2 separate regions of the Sus scrofa genome follow, and region 2 is linked to region 1. A link is a contact called in public Hi-C data. All regions are on one chromosome and are shown on one strand. Each heading gives the region's core, a stretch centred on a gene start, on an enhancer-like site or on the middle of the called end of the contact. The rest is flanking DNA. Distances are from core to core; before and after follow the strand shown.

Region 1 (5,982 bases), core at 2,391-4,890:
CTTGGCCTTGTCGGGCGCAGTGGTGGTCCCTGGAGGGGACAGGTGGATGAATTTGGAGATGGACAAACGGCCGAACAATGGGGATGGGGTATGCATGGAGCAGCCCTGGCCACCCCCTACCCTCCCTGCCCACACTCAGCCACCCTGACTCACCACCATCCACCTTAGGGGTATCCGGGTGCTCTGATTTTGGGAGCCCTGGTTTGGAGGGCACTTCTGGAAGGAGCCCAGGAGAGATGAACAGCTTCTTCTGCTCTCCATACTTCCGCACCTGGACCCTGGGGGATGAGGTCAGGTGGGGGCTAGAGGCTGGGGTCACGTACACCAGCTGTGCCAAGGGACTTGGGCTCTCTAGGTCTCCTCTCTGGGGGTCACTGCCAAGCTCCATCAGTGGTCACCAAGTTTCAGCATGTGGCCACCACCCATCAAGACAGCGGCCACAGCCTTGTGCTGCCTGCACTGGGGACTGTCACTTCTTGTGACACTGTTCACTCATTCTACTGAGGTATACTCTCTCAGAGAGGACACTGTATATACATAGAGAGAGGCAACAGGGTATCTTTGGACCTTGGTGCCAGGCTGTCTGGGTTCAAATCCCAATTTTCAGGCCTCAGTTTTTTTGCTTTTTTCCTTTGTAGGGTCGCACCCGCGGCATGTGGAGGTTCCCAGGCTAGGGGTCTAATCGGAGCTGTAGCCACCGGCCTACGCCACAGCCACAGCAACGCCAGATCCAAGCCACATCTTCAACCTATACCACAGCTCATGGCAACGCCAGATTCTTAACCCACTGATTGAGGCCAGGGATCGAACTGGCATCCTCATGGATCCTAGTCAGACCCAGTGGGAACTCTCAGGTTTTCCATCTTTAGAATCGGGATAATAACAGGATAAGGAATCAATGAGTGAACACCTGGCAAGCCCAAAGGATGCTGCTGCCTGGTCCACAGGTATAAACAACTGGTACTCATTCTCAGGCCACCCCTCTGCAGCAGGTCTTCTGCCCCAATACTCCCAGGGTCCCCCCAGCACCCCCCCCCCTTAATCAGAAGGCTTGAAGGCAAAATGAAAAAGTGAGTGGCTTTCTTCACAAGGGAGTCACCGTTCCTTCTGGCTGGCTCTCAGTCCACCTGCTCAGCTCATGTGGGTATCGTGACCAGGGAAATACAAATGGTGGACTTGTGGGGGAGCCACCAGCCCCCCAACTCACTGCAGATCCTTGGTGTTGATGAGGAAGAGAACCAGGAGGTTGCTGCTGTTTCTATGGAGAGGGCAGTCGTGGGAGTGCTGGCTCTGGACAGTGGGTAGCAGGGAGCCTTGGTTACCGCCTCCCAATGGGCCCGCTTTACCCTGCCTCCCTCCCCCATCCCCATCTCCCTGCTTCCCCCTCTGGCAAAGAACAGGGGTCTCTGGGTTCCAGATGTGGACAGACAACTCTCCCCTCCCACCGCCCCTGCCCCTTTTCATTCCCTCCCCGCCTCCACTCACTGAGTAGGAGCGAACACTGCCAGATCGAACTCGGGTCAGACTGAACCCCACCTGGCGGGTGGCAAGAAAAGGGGACACGATGTGAGGGAGGCCAGCAGGGACCTCCAAGTCACCTCTAGCAGTGGCAACAGAAATGTAACCTTGGATTTCCTGAACAGCTTAAGTTCATCCACTTACTGGCTTTTCCCATTTATCACCCCCACCCCCAACCCCCCAACCCTTTCCCCTTAACTCCTGGCGATCTGTGCCACCCAAACGGGATGTCACTTCCTCAGGGAGACCTGCGCTGGCCCTCTGGACCTAGCTCGCCCTCTGTCCCACTATTTAAATTGCTGAGGTAAAAAATAAATTAAATAGAATGTTTGTGGTATCCTGCCTTGGGCTCTGGAGTCCAGCACACAGGGATTTACAACCAGGCTCTGGGACTCTAAGCAAGCCACATACCTCTGGGTCTGTGTAAACACCTGTAAAACTGAGTTGGCAGGTGTAATCTTCTCACAGCATCCCCGAGAGGCAGCTGTGTAGGAACCAACCCATGGAAATTGATCTGCATGGTACCTGGTTCACAGCGGGTACAATAAACACTAACTACTCTCTCTCTCTTATTTTAGGGCTGCACCCACAGCATATAGGGGTCAAATTGGAGCTGCAGCTGCTGGTCTACACCACAGCCACAGCCATGCCAGAGACGAGCTGTGTCTGTGACCTACACCATAGCATGCAGTAATGACAGATCCTTAACCCACTGAGTGAGGCCAGGGATCGAACCCAAATCCTTGTGGATACTAGCTAGATTCGAAACGTGCTGAGCCACAATAGGAACTCTTAGCTACTCATTTGATTCAAGGAACTGGGCTGTCTTGTTCACTGGCATGCTCCCCTCCCCACCCCTCTCCGGCTCAGTGCCTAGCACATATTGCAGGAAATATTATTATTCCCATGTTATAGATGAGGAAAGAGAGGCCAAGGGACTTGCCCAAGATCACACGGGTGAGAGGCATAGCTAGGATGGGAATCCAGAGCTGGGGGGGGGGGGTTGTGGGGGAGAAGCCCAGAAACTTCTGCACCTCTCCCTCCTCCAGTACCGCACTCCTCAAAGCCCCTCACCAGCGGAGCTTTCTCTTCTGTCTCCTGGAGGCCCAGCCGCAGGAGGCTCAGGTCTACCTCCAGAGAGCCGTTGGTGTAGAAGCCAAAGCTGTTCAGCTGGATGTCGGCTCGCTTCTCCCCCTGCCGGCGATGAAGGAGACAGAAGCAGCTGAGACTTCCCACTAGCCCAGCCCCAGAGTTGTGGCACGAGGTTTCCCCAAGGGCTGTGGTCACCTCCTGGTATGCCTAGATTTAGGACGGGTCCAAAGGGTGACAGAAGAGGCTGAGAGGGCCACCCCTGGAGGCTGTGACCCCAATCTCAGGAAGGGACAGAGTGGCCCCGGATCCTCTGGCCACTTTTCAGAGTCTAGGAAGAGAAAGTCTGGGACCCCTGGAAGTCCCTCCACTGGATGAGTACCACCCGGAGAGCAGAGTTACGAATCTTGGAGTGCCTGGCCCTCACCTCCCAGAAAATTTTTTGATTCCAGCTGAGCCCCTAGAGTGCAGAGATTTCAACTGAGCCTCCAAGATCTCGATAAGTACTCAGAGGACTCCAGTCTAGAACCCCCAGGGACTTCCCTGGGCGGTGTTAAGGGCCCCTGGCGCCCCCAAATGGATCCCCAGAATTTACAGGGCTCTGAGTCCTGGGTCCCCGGAGATGAAGCCCCGCCCCAAGCCGTGGGCGGGGCACGACCCCCTCACAGCCGGCCAGGCAACTCCAAAGGGAGGATTGAGGGGGATCCTCGGACGAGGCCACTTCGGGCCTGGACGCGGGGGGCGCCGGACCGCTCCATCCCGTGTAAGGAGCGGGGGAGGTAGGACGAGACCACTCCAAGCCAGGGGCTTCTCCAGGCTAAAGCTGCGTCCCCCACTCAAGACTGCTGCGCGGCAGGACTCACCGTCAGCGTCAGCCGGTGGATGCGCCCAGAGCAGCCTCCTAACAGCAGCAGCAGAAAGAGCCGCTGGCCCCACTCCGCGGGTCTCCCGCGGGCGAGCCCCCTCCTCTCGCTCACTGCCATCTCTGGAGCCACCGCCTCCCCTGATACCGCCTCTGACGCCTCCAGGCCCGCCTACCGGTGAACCAATCGCCGTACGGTGGGGGCCGACTCTTTGGCATTTTCGGCCCGCTCAACCAATCATCGATCTTCTCCTCTCGAGGCCGCCCCCTTTACGACACCAAATGGACAGCACCGGTTCCGAATGGGAATGCTGATGTCAGTTAATCCCGCCTCCACTCTCACCAATCACTAGAAGGATTGTCCCTGATGTAATTTGATAAACAGACCCTCCAACCAATTGTGATGGATCTGATATCCGGCCCCCAAAGGGGAATTCCTCCATCCACCCTTAACTGACTGACCAGTTCAGAACTACATTACCCAAAACGGAGGGGTAGCAGACGGCTCATTGGGAGCCTTCAATAAACTACATTTCCCAGTATCCCTAAGGACGGACTTCCCCTTTGTACCCCAGGGATGTGGCTCCCAGCCAAAGTTCAGGCTTTTGGTAAACACATGCATTTGCTGAAGCCTATCTTCTCTCCTAATCTTCCTGATCCACGGAGAGGCCAAAACCTAGCCCCAAGCTAAATCTTGACCCTTGGGTGACCTATGATCCCAGGCTGAATTCCCAGCCTTAGGTGGACGCTTCTATCCTGGAGTGAGGCAACTGGAGGCTCACCCCCAGGTTCCAGGCTAGTCTTGTCTCAGGCTGAGCCCTGACCTCAGCCTGAAACCCTGACTCCCCCACCCGTTTTTACCCTCAACCTATACCTGGTTGAGCTTCCACCTGGACTGAGCTCTGACCTCAGATTAGGACTAACCCCTGACTTCAGATAAGGACTGATCCCTGGACCTCAGTCTGAATCTGAGGCCTTCATTTGGGTGGCTGACCCTTCTGCTAAGGCTCTGATCCCAGACCCTATCCCAACTGTGATGAGGACTTGAGATCAATCCCAATTTCAGTTAGAGGTTGAGACCCTACTCTCAGGCTGAGCAACTGAGTCCCAGATCCCAGGCCGAGGTCCTGACTGAGTTCCTGATCCTTTAACCTCTGGAACACAGGTCCACTTTACAATTTCAGGTTTTCTAACTCACAAGCCACCAGCAGGTGGGGCCAGGTCCCCGTAGAGCCATCTGTCCCAGTGTGGGCTCCTGGAGCTATCCTCCTGGGCTTCCCACCTGTGTACAGGGAGCCTGCGGACTCAGAGCCTAACCTGCCCTGGGGGCTCGGGGCCCCCAGCCCCAGCAGGGCGGCTGTCACCTCTGTAGCCAAAGAGAAAGCACCTAAAGCAGGAGAGGATGAAAGAGGTTGCTGCAGAGATTTCTCCCCTTTTATCCCAGTGCCTCAAAGGAATTAACAAGGTGTGAACAGACTTTTATGAGAGGCGACGGACTTCCAAGCCCCAGGGCAAGGGGGTTGGAGGGGAGAAAGGAGACATTGTCGGAATCCTAGGATTTGGAGACTTTTAAACCTGATTGGGCCTTAATGCATGCGACTGGAAAATGGGCAGGTGCAAGTACGAACCGAACCGGACAGCAGATGGGGAAAGGCTTGGGCCCAGCGCCCCAAGGACAACCCGTCCTCAGTTTCCCGGCGCAGACTTTGGAGAGAGAGGCAGGATGCGGTGGGGGCGCTAATGGACCCGGTCTTGGCCGAGGCACATCCTAGGCAGGATCGAAATCCTCCCATCCGCTCTGCGGCCGGAGGGACTAGGCCATTAGTGGGACAAGCATAGCCGTCTGGAGCCGGGCCGGCCCGCAAGAGCCGGGTGACCTCAAGTTCTCCCTGCGACGGGGTCGAGGAAGGACCTCGTGAGTTGGGATTTTAGTGTCTTGGCCCTTTAAGGAATAGTTGAAAGAAAAGAGGAAAGGAAAAACAGACTAGGGCGGGGGCAAGGGTTGGGAGGACAAGAGGGTCCCAGGGGATTTGGAAAATGGGTGGGGGTCCTTTAAAGGGGTCGGTCCAGTGGCGTCGGGTGGCGACGGTCCTTTAAGAGGGGGCGGGGCGTCCTTCGGGCCCCGCCTCCTTGTGAGCCCCCACCTTCCGTGGGCTATGCGGGGGCTCCGTGCGGGGGCGTGGCTGAGTCTATGGGGGCGTGACGGAGTCTGGAGTGGGCGTGGCCTTAGCGGGGCGGGGCCGGGCTCACCGCCCTGGGCTGAGTCTCCCGGCCGCTTACGGCGGACGGCGGGCGGCGGGCGTCGGGCGGCGGGGACCGGGTGCGGCGGTTGCGTCGGCATAGGCGAGAGCAGCATGGATTGGGGCACCGAACTGTGGGTGAGTCCGATCCTCCCTGCTCCAAGTTCTTCCCTTCCTGGGGTCCAGACCCCCGCTTTGCCCCCTGCAGTACCCCAGCGGGGATTCTGCGCTTTCCCTTCCACCGACCCCTGGAAACCCCGCTCTCCGCCCTCA
Region 2 (5,982 bases), core at 2,458-4,957, 210 kb before region 1:
ACTCACCAATGTCCAGGACCTGGGGATGCAGAAGCTGAGGGTGTCATGCCCCTGGGGGGGGTGTCTCCCCCATGAATCCCAGGACACCCATAGAGTCCCTCAATGAATCTCACTTCAAGAGATCTGTCTTGGATCTCTACCAGATCCAGAACTCCAGTTTCCACAAAATATAACAACACCCTTCCTAGGGACCACCATCCAAATCCCATCAAAGCCTCCCCTTCAGGGTAGGAATCCCTGGCTCTCCCAAGAGGCTCTCACCAGATCCCCTGGATGGAATCCTTTCAGATGTTATCAGATCCCACCAGAAGCACCACTCTGGGAGTCCCAGCCAGGAAATGGCAGTCCAGCGCTCTCCTTACCACCCCACCCCAGCTTCCAGAGGCTTCCTAACTTATATTTTCAGCATCAGAATCCCTTCCCAAGGGAGATAGAAACCAGCAGAAGGAAGGGGGAGGGAGAGGGATGGACAGGGAGTTTGGGGTTGGTAGATGCAAACTATTACATTCAGAATGGATGAGCAATGAGGTCTTGCTGTACAGCACAGGAAACTATATCCAATTACTTGTGATAGAACATGATGGAAGACAATATGAGAAAAAGCTTGGGGAGTTCCTGTCATGGTACAGTGGAAATGAATCTGATTAGGAACCATGAGGTTGTGGGTTCGATCCCTGGCCTCACTCAGTGGGTTAAGGATCCGGCGTTGCCATGAGCTGTGGTGTAGGTCACAGATGCAGCTCGGATCTGGCACTGCTGTGGCTGTGGTGCAGGCCAGCAGCAACAGCTCTGATTAGATCCCTAGCCTGGGAACCTCCATATGCCACGGGTGCGGCCCTAAAAAAACAAACAAAAAAATAAGAAAAGAAAAAGCTTGTATATACATGTATGACTGGATCACTTTGCTGTACAGCAGAAACTGACAGAACATTGTAAATCAACTATTAAAAAGAAAGAAAGAAACCAGCAGAAGGGGAGCCATGTGGGTTGGGGGTGGGAGGCCAGCCCCATCTGGTGAGCCTTTTGTTCCCTGCACCCCTATAGGTCCTGCAGTAAGTCTGAAGGGCTCAAATCAGCCAGAAGAAACCTCCCCAAATGGGTCCCCCAAGCCCCAGATGGCAGAAGAGGGGTGCAGAGCCTTGTCTCTCAGCCACTCCCAGTAGCTCCTCCTTCTAACGTCCTGACCCAGCCTTTCCCCCCCATTGCCCTGGGGAGACCAGGGCAAGTCCCCAGGGGAAGAGGGCCCGACCACCAGGCTGGGACAGCTGCCCCCACCTCACCGTGGAATGCTTCCAGAAATAAAGCACATCTTCTACGTTCTCCAGCGAATGCAACAGGAAGTGGTCACGCCATTCCTGCCAGTCAATGGTCATGGTGCCATCACGGTCTATGCTGGTGGGGAGGGGTATGGGTGGGATGGAATCAGTGCCTGGAGCCAGGGGTGAGCCAGGTGAGGTTCTAGTTGGTTCTGGGGGGAGACCAACTCCTCAGCCCTGGGGAGGTCCCCATTTTATAGAGGGGGAAACTAAGGCTCAGAGACGGGGAGCAACTGGCCCGAGATCCCAGCTCCACCCACCCTGGGATTGGGTCTGGGGCCCAGAGGCTCATGGTGACCGAGGGGTCTGAGTGACCTAGAATTCTGGACCCCCCATCTACTCACCTGTGCAGGATTTTTTCTGCCTGCTCCAGTGAGATGGAAATGCCCAGAGCTCGGAAACTCTGCTGGATCTCAGAGACATCAATATGACCTGGAGAGGGGACCCAAGGTGGGGAATGGTGTGAGTGGGGACCCTGAGATGGAGAAGCAGGACAGCTTGGAATGGGGACGGTCTCATAAGTCGAGGGGGTCCAGGAACCCAAGGTGAGGTTTGTGGCAGGGTTGTGTGTGGGGGGGTCCTTGACCCACTGGGATGAGAAAGGTGAAACTGGACACTGGGAGATCTTCTGTTTGATGAATGAATGAAGGACTGAATCCAGGGGTAATCCGCAGGAGATTGAGAAGCAATACTGGACACCCAGAAGCGGTGATAGGATATCTCTATCTCATAGGGAATCCAGGAGCAATATGGGGGGGAATCTCTGTCTCCCCCACAAAAAAATAAGACTAATAAATAAAAGAGGTCCCACCCCAGCAAGAAAAGGAGGTGAGATAGGCCGGCTGGGCCCCGAACTACCTAGCTGGGGGTGAGGAGAGCTCCCAAAATAGCCTGTGAGTCATCAGGAAGAAGCGGCCCTCCCCCCCTCCGCCCAGCGCTGCCAGTTCTAACCCCATTGGCTCCTCCGGGGCCCCCACAGCCCCATCCCTGGGCCTTACCATCCTGATTTCGGTCCAGACTATGGAACAGAAGCAGCAGGCGCTGTTCCCGCTCCTGCAGGTAGAGGATAAACTCCTCCAGGTCAAGGCCTCCATCTGGGGAGATGCCCTGGCAGAGGGGGAAGGGTCAGAAAGAGCTCCAGGAAGCTGCTTCCCCAATCTAGAGGGCACGTGCATGACCAGCTTATGCCCCAGGAACCCAGCTGCCTTGCCTCCCCCACCCCAGCCCTGCACCTAGAGGATTGGGGTGGGGAAATCACCCCCTCCCAAGATGCCCAAGGCCACAGTAGGTCTATGAGGTGGACAGTAATTGTCCAGTTTTCCTGGAGAGCAAAATGAGACTCTCCAAGGTCAAGTAACTTGTTCAAGGTTACAGAGCTGGGAAGAGGGTGGGTGGACTTGGGCTCTCATCTCTGAAAGCCTGTCCTTCCAGCTGTCTCATAAGAATGCATCCACATAGCAGTTCCAGGAGCTCCCCATTGGAGAGAGCTCTGGGTAATGTGGAACAATGACACATCGGCCAAGCTGAGCAGCCACAGGGCCTCTGTTTTTCCCATCTGTAAAGTGGGAAGTTGAATGGAGATCTCAAGATGCTATCTCTGGAGACAGTCCAGTGGCATCCGGGGCTCCAGTTGTGGAGGGGACACCTGAATGCGCTGGGGGTTGAGTTCCTGCTTTGATATGTGTATCCCCAGCTGAGGGGCGACCTCAGAGAGGATTGGGTCCCTGACTAGGACAGCCTGGGGCATCCAGCCAGGACCAGGAAAGGACCAGGAAAGGAATGTAAACATAAAGGCTGGGGCTGCTGCCTAGGAGGACAGTGGGTGCCCAGAGAAGGGAAGGAAGGTGGGGAGAGTGTGTCTACTGGAGGGGGGTGCAGGCCATGTCTTGGGCTGTGCAAAGAGTTCAGAGGAGGGTGTGTCCCGGGCAGTGGGCAGGAAAGCACACGTGGTCCCATTCCCTGGAGGTCATCCCCCACTCCGACGGAGGAGGCGGGCGAGTTTGGCAGCGGAACTGCAGGCCTGGGGCCTCAGTGGCCCTGTCTTGAGCGAGCCCGTTAAGCCCGGATACGGGCGGGCAGGGGGAAGGGACCGAGACACCCAAGCTGGTCACAGGTCCCGGAGTCCAGCCACAGGCGGTCCAGGGCGGCTCCCGGCGCTCCATTCAGGGGCTCGGGTTACCCGGCTCGGAATGGGCCCCAGCGCGGCGAGCCAGGAGAGGGTCCCAGAGGGGGTACCTGTTGGGCGCCACGGTCCGGGTCACCCGCTCCCAGCCGGGCCAGTCCCTGGCGCAACTCGTGGACATCCACGCGACCATCCTTGTTACTGTCCAGCTCCTCAAAGAGGCGACCCCAGCGCTGACGCCGCTCCGCATCGCCCGGGCCCCCCCGCATGGCGCCAGCCCGGGGGGAGGGGAGGCCCGGCAGCGGCGGCCTCAACGGGGGCTTGACGGCTCCCCCTCTCCCCCCCGGGACCCCGCAGGGCCAGCTCCGCGGCCACTGCTACCTCAGCCTCAGCTCTGCCTGCCGGGCTCCCGCACTTGTAGGAGGTGGTGACTGCTTGCTGTCGCCGCCTGCGCCAGAACTTGCGTCTCCTCCCCCGACCTGCATTTGGGGGAGGGGGCTGGGCGCGGAGCTGTTGCGGGGGGCGGGTGTCAGGGATGCTCTGGTGTTAGCACAGTTTAGGGAGCAACAGGGTTCATTCTGGGAAGGGAGGCTAGAGAGATCATTGATTTCAGATCTGGTTTCTGAGTTCCGCTCCTGCATGCCTCAGTTTACCCTCTGCCCAACGGGGCGAGGTAGGGAGATGTCAGGGAGTGGGTTACGTAATCCTTTTCCACTTGACCTCTCTCCTCTACTAATCCTCTTCTGGAACGAACGTTCTCGCTTTTCCTAGACGTACTCAAGAACCAACTCTGCCCCATCTAGCCCTCCGTCGGCCCGCCGGCTCATTTCACATTCCCCACCCGGCCACAGAAGCCGAAGCCTTGCTCTCCCTCTGTGTTTTCATCTCGACCGCGCGCCTCCTTTCTCGGTCCCACTCAGGCCGGGAAACGGAAGATCAACGCGCGGCGCGGCTGCGGAGTCGGTTTCCTATTGGCCAGAGCGCAGAAGCTGCGCCCGCCTGTCCCGCCTTGCCCACCCATCTAGGCGGGGCCTCCCCTCTGACCCTGGGCTGCCTTGGGCCCCACCGCCCCCGACTCGCCCAAAAGTCTTAAAGGGGCCTTGGCCGGACACCAAGCAGTCTGCTTTCTCCCGACTCTCCTGGTGCAGATCTCAGAGTCCTAGGAGTAGCTGGGGATGAAGACCTTATAGCCGAGCGATGGAGGCGGGGCACCGGTCTGTCGCGCTCGCTGCACCTGCCGAATGTCCCTCCCACTAGTTTCGGGCGCAGTTTCTCGATTCACCATTAGGGGGAGGGGCGCCCAGACCTTTTGAAGGCGAATAATTACAACAATAGCTAACACTGATTCAGTGCGTTGCACAAGCCAGGCCTTTTACTCACTTCTCGAGTCGTCTTCGTCAAATCCCTATAAAGTAGGTGGGTCTGTTTTTCCCAGTACACAGATAAAGAAACAGGAGGGTAAGCCAGTCGCCCCAGTCCACATGATCAGTAAGGGGCAAGGCAGAGCTTTAAGCCGACCTGAGATTTTTACCCATCAATACTCTGTATCCTAGAAGGGATTAATTTTTCCTTAACCATCACTCTTCACTCCAGAGTCCCTAGAAGGGGGTCGTCTTATCACCACCCTTCTTTATCCCAAGATATATGGCCAGTGAGGGTACATATGGTTCCACTAAGCTTCTGCCCAGACAGGTGTGCTCAAACAGGTGTGTCCAAGACAAGCCTTTTATAGAGAGTCCCCTCAGAGATGTTTTTATTCACAGGTGGTTCTTGGAAGGTGCCCTACAATCCGGGGGATACTGATATTTTCCCACGAAGATGCCCTAAACAAGTGTTTTCTCACAGGTACATCCCTGACAGGTAGACGTTAATGCACACGCCCCCCCCACCTTGTGCTTCAGTGAGTGTTCCTCATGCAGACATTCTCAGCTCTTCATCTCAGTCGAGCTCAGTTTTACCCAGCTTCCCCTCATGCAAGTCTCTTTCCTTCACCTCACAGGTATGTTTCTCAACAGGTGTTACACCACCCAGGTATGCATTATATGGCCTACCCTACCACTGATGTGTTCTGTTTAAGTATTCACCCATATGGGGCTTTCCATTGATCTGGGTCCCCTGAAGGTGTACTTAAATGCAGGTGTGTCTCATACAGGTGTCTCTAACATCTTTTCACACAGAAATTTCTCATGCAAGTCTTGTTCATTTCATAGGTGAGCCACCCAGAGGTGTTCTCCAAGCAGATGTAACCGGTGCCAAAGTGCCTCAGCCAGGTGTTTGTTATAATGCAAGTGTGTTCTATACAGCTATTTTCCACACAGCTATGCTTCCATTCAGCTATACTCCAAATAGATAGGATTCAAAGCAGAAGTCTCCAATAGACATTCTTACACATCCGTGCAGATGTTTTCTATACACGTTCACTCCCATGCAGGTGTGTCCCACACAGGTGTTTTTTTCATTAGAGGCCCCCTATCCCGGTCTGTCCCAGACAGGAGTGTCTCCAAGTCTCAGGTGTCTCCACATCTGGATGCTTCTACAGAGGTG

What was found. A called contact is a pair of places that touch in the nucleus more often than the background predicts.
Region 2: a Hi-C map of liver shows a contact between it and region 1, with 2.7 times the contacts expected there. The contact joins the promoter of SLC25A23 here to the promoter of GPR108 in region 1. A contact is called at or near these places in 2 of 5 promoter capture datasets (fetal skeletal muscle and liver), 5 of 47 Hi-C or Micro-C datasets (embryonic fibroblasts, heart right ventricle, liver and 1 more) and 2 of 2 datasets of contacts at active chromatin or transcription factors (alveolar macrophages and skeletal muscle).

The regions. Positions count from the first base shown.
Region 1 is chr2:72,415,879-72,421,860 of Sscrofa11.1, reverse strand. GPR108 (protein GPR108) reads right to left here and starts at 3,640. Exons shown (of 18, transcript XM_021083982.1): 1 at 3,471-3,640; 2 at 2,593-2,712; 3 at 1,486-1,536; 4 at 1,208-1,290; 5 at 154-278; 6 at 1-29. The coding sequence starts at 3,590. TRIP10 (cdc42-interacting protein 4) reads left to right here and starts at 5,715. Exons shown (of 15, transcript XM_005654730.3): 1 at 5,715-5,847. The coding sequence starts at 5,824.
Region 2 is chr2:72,623,439-72,629,420 of Sscrofa11.1, reverse strand. SLC25A23 (solute carrier family 25 (mitochondrial carrier; phosphate carrier), member 23) reads right to left here and starts at 3,707. Exons shown (of 10, transcript NM_001246246.1): 1 at 3,552-3,707; 2 at 2,315-2,423; 3 at 1,661-1,748; 4 at 1,281-1,392; 5 at 1-19. The coding sequence starts at 3,707.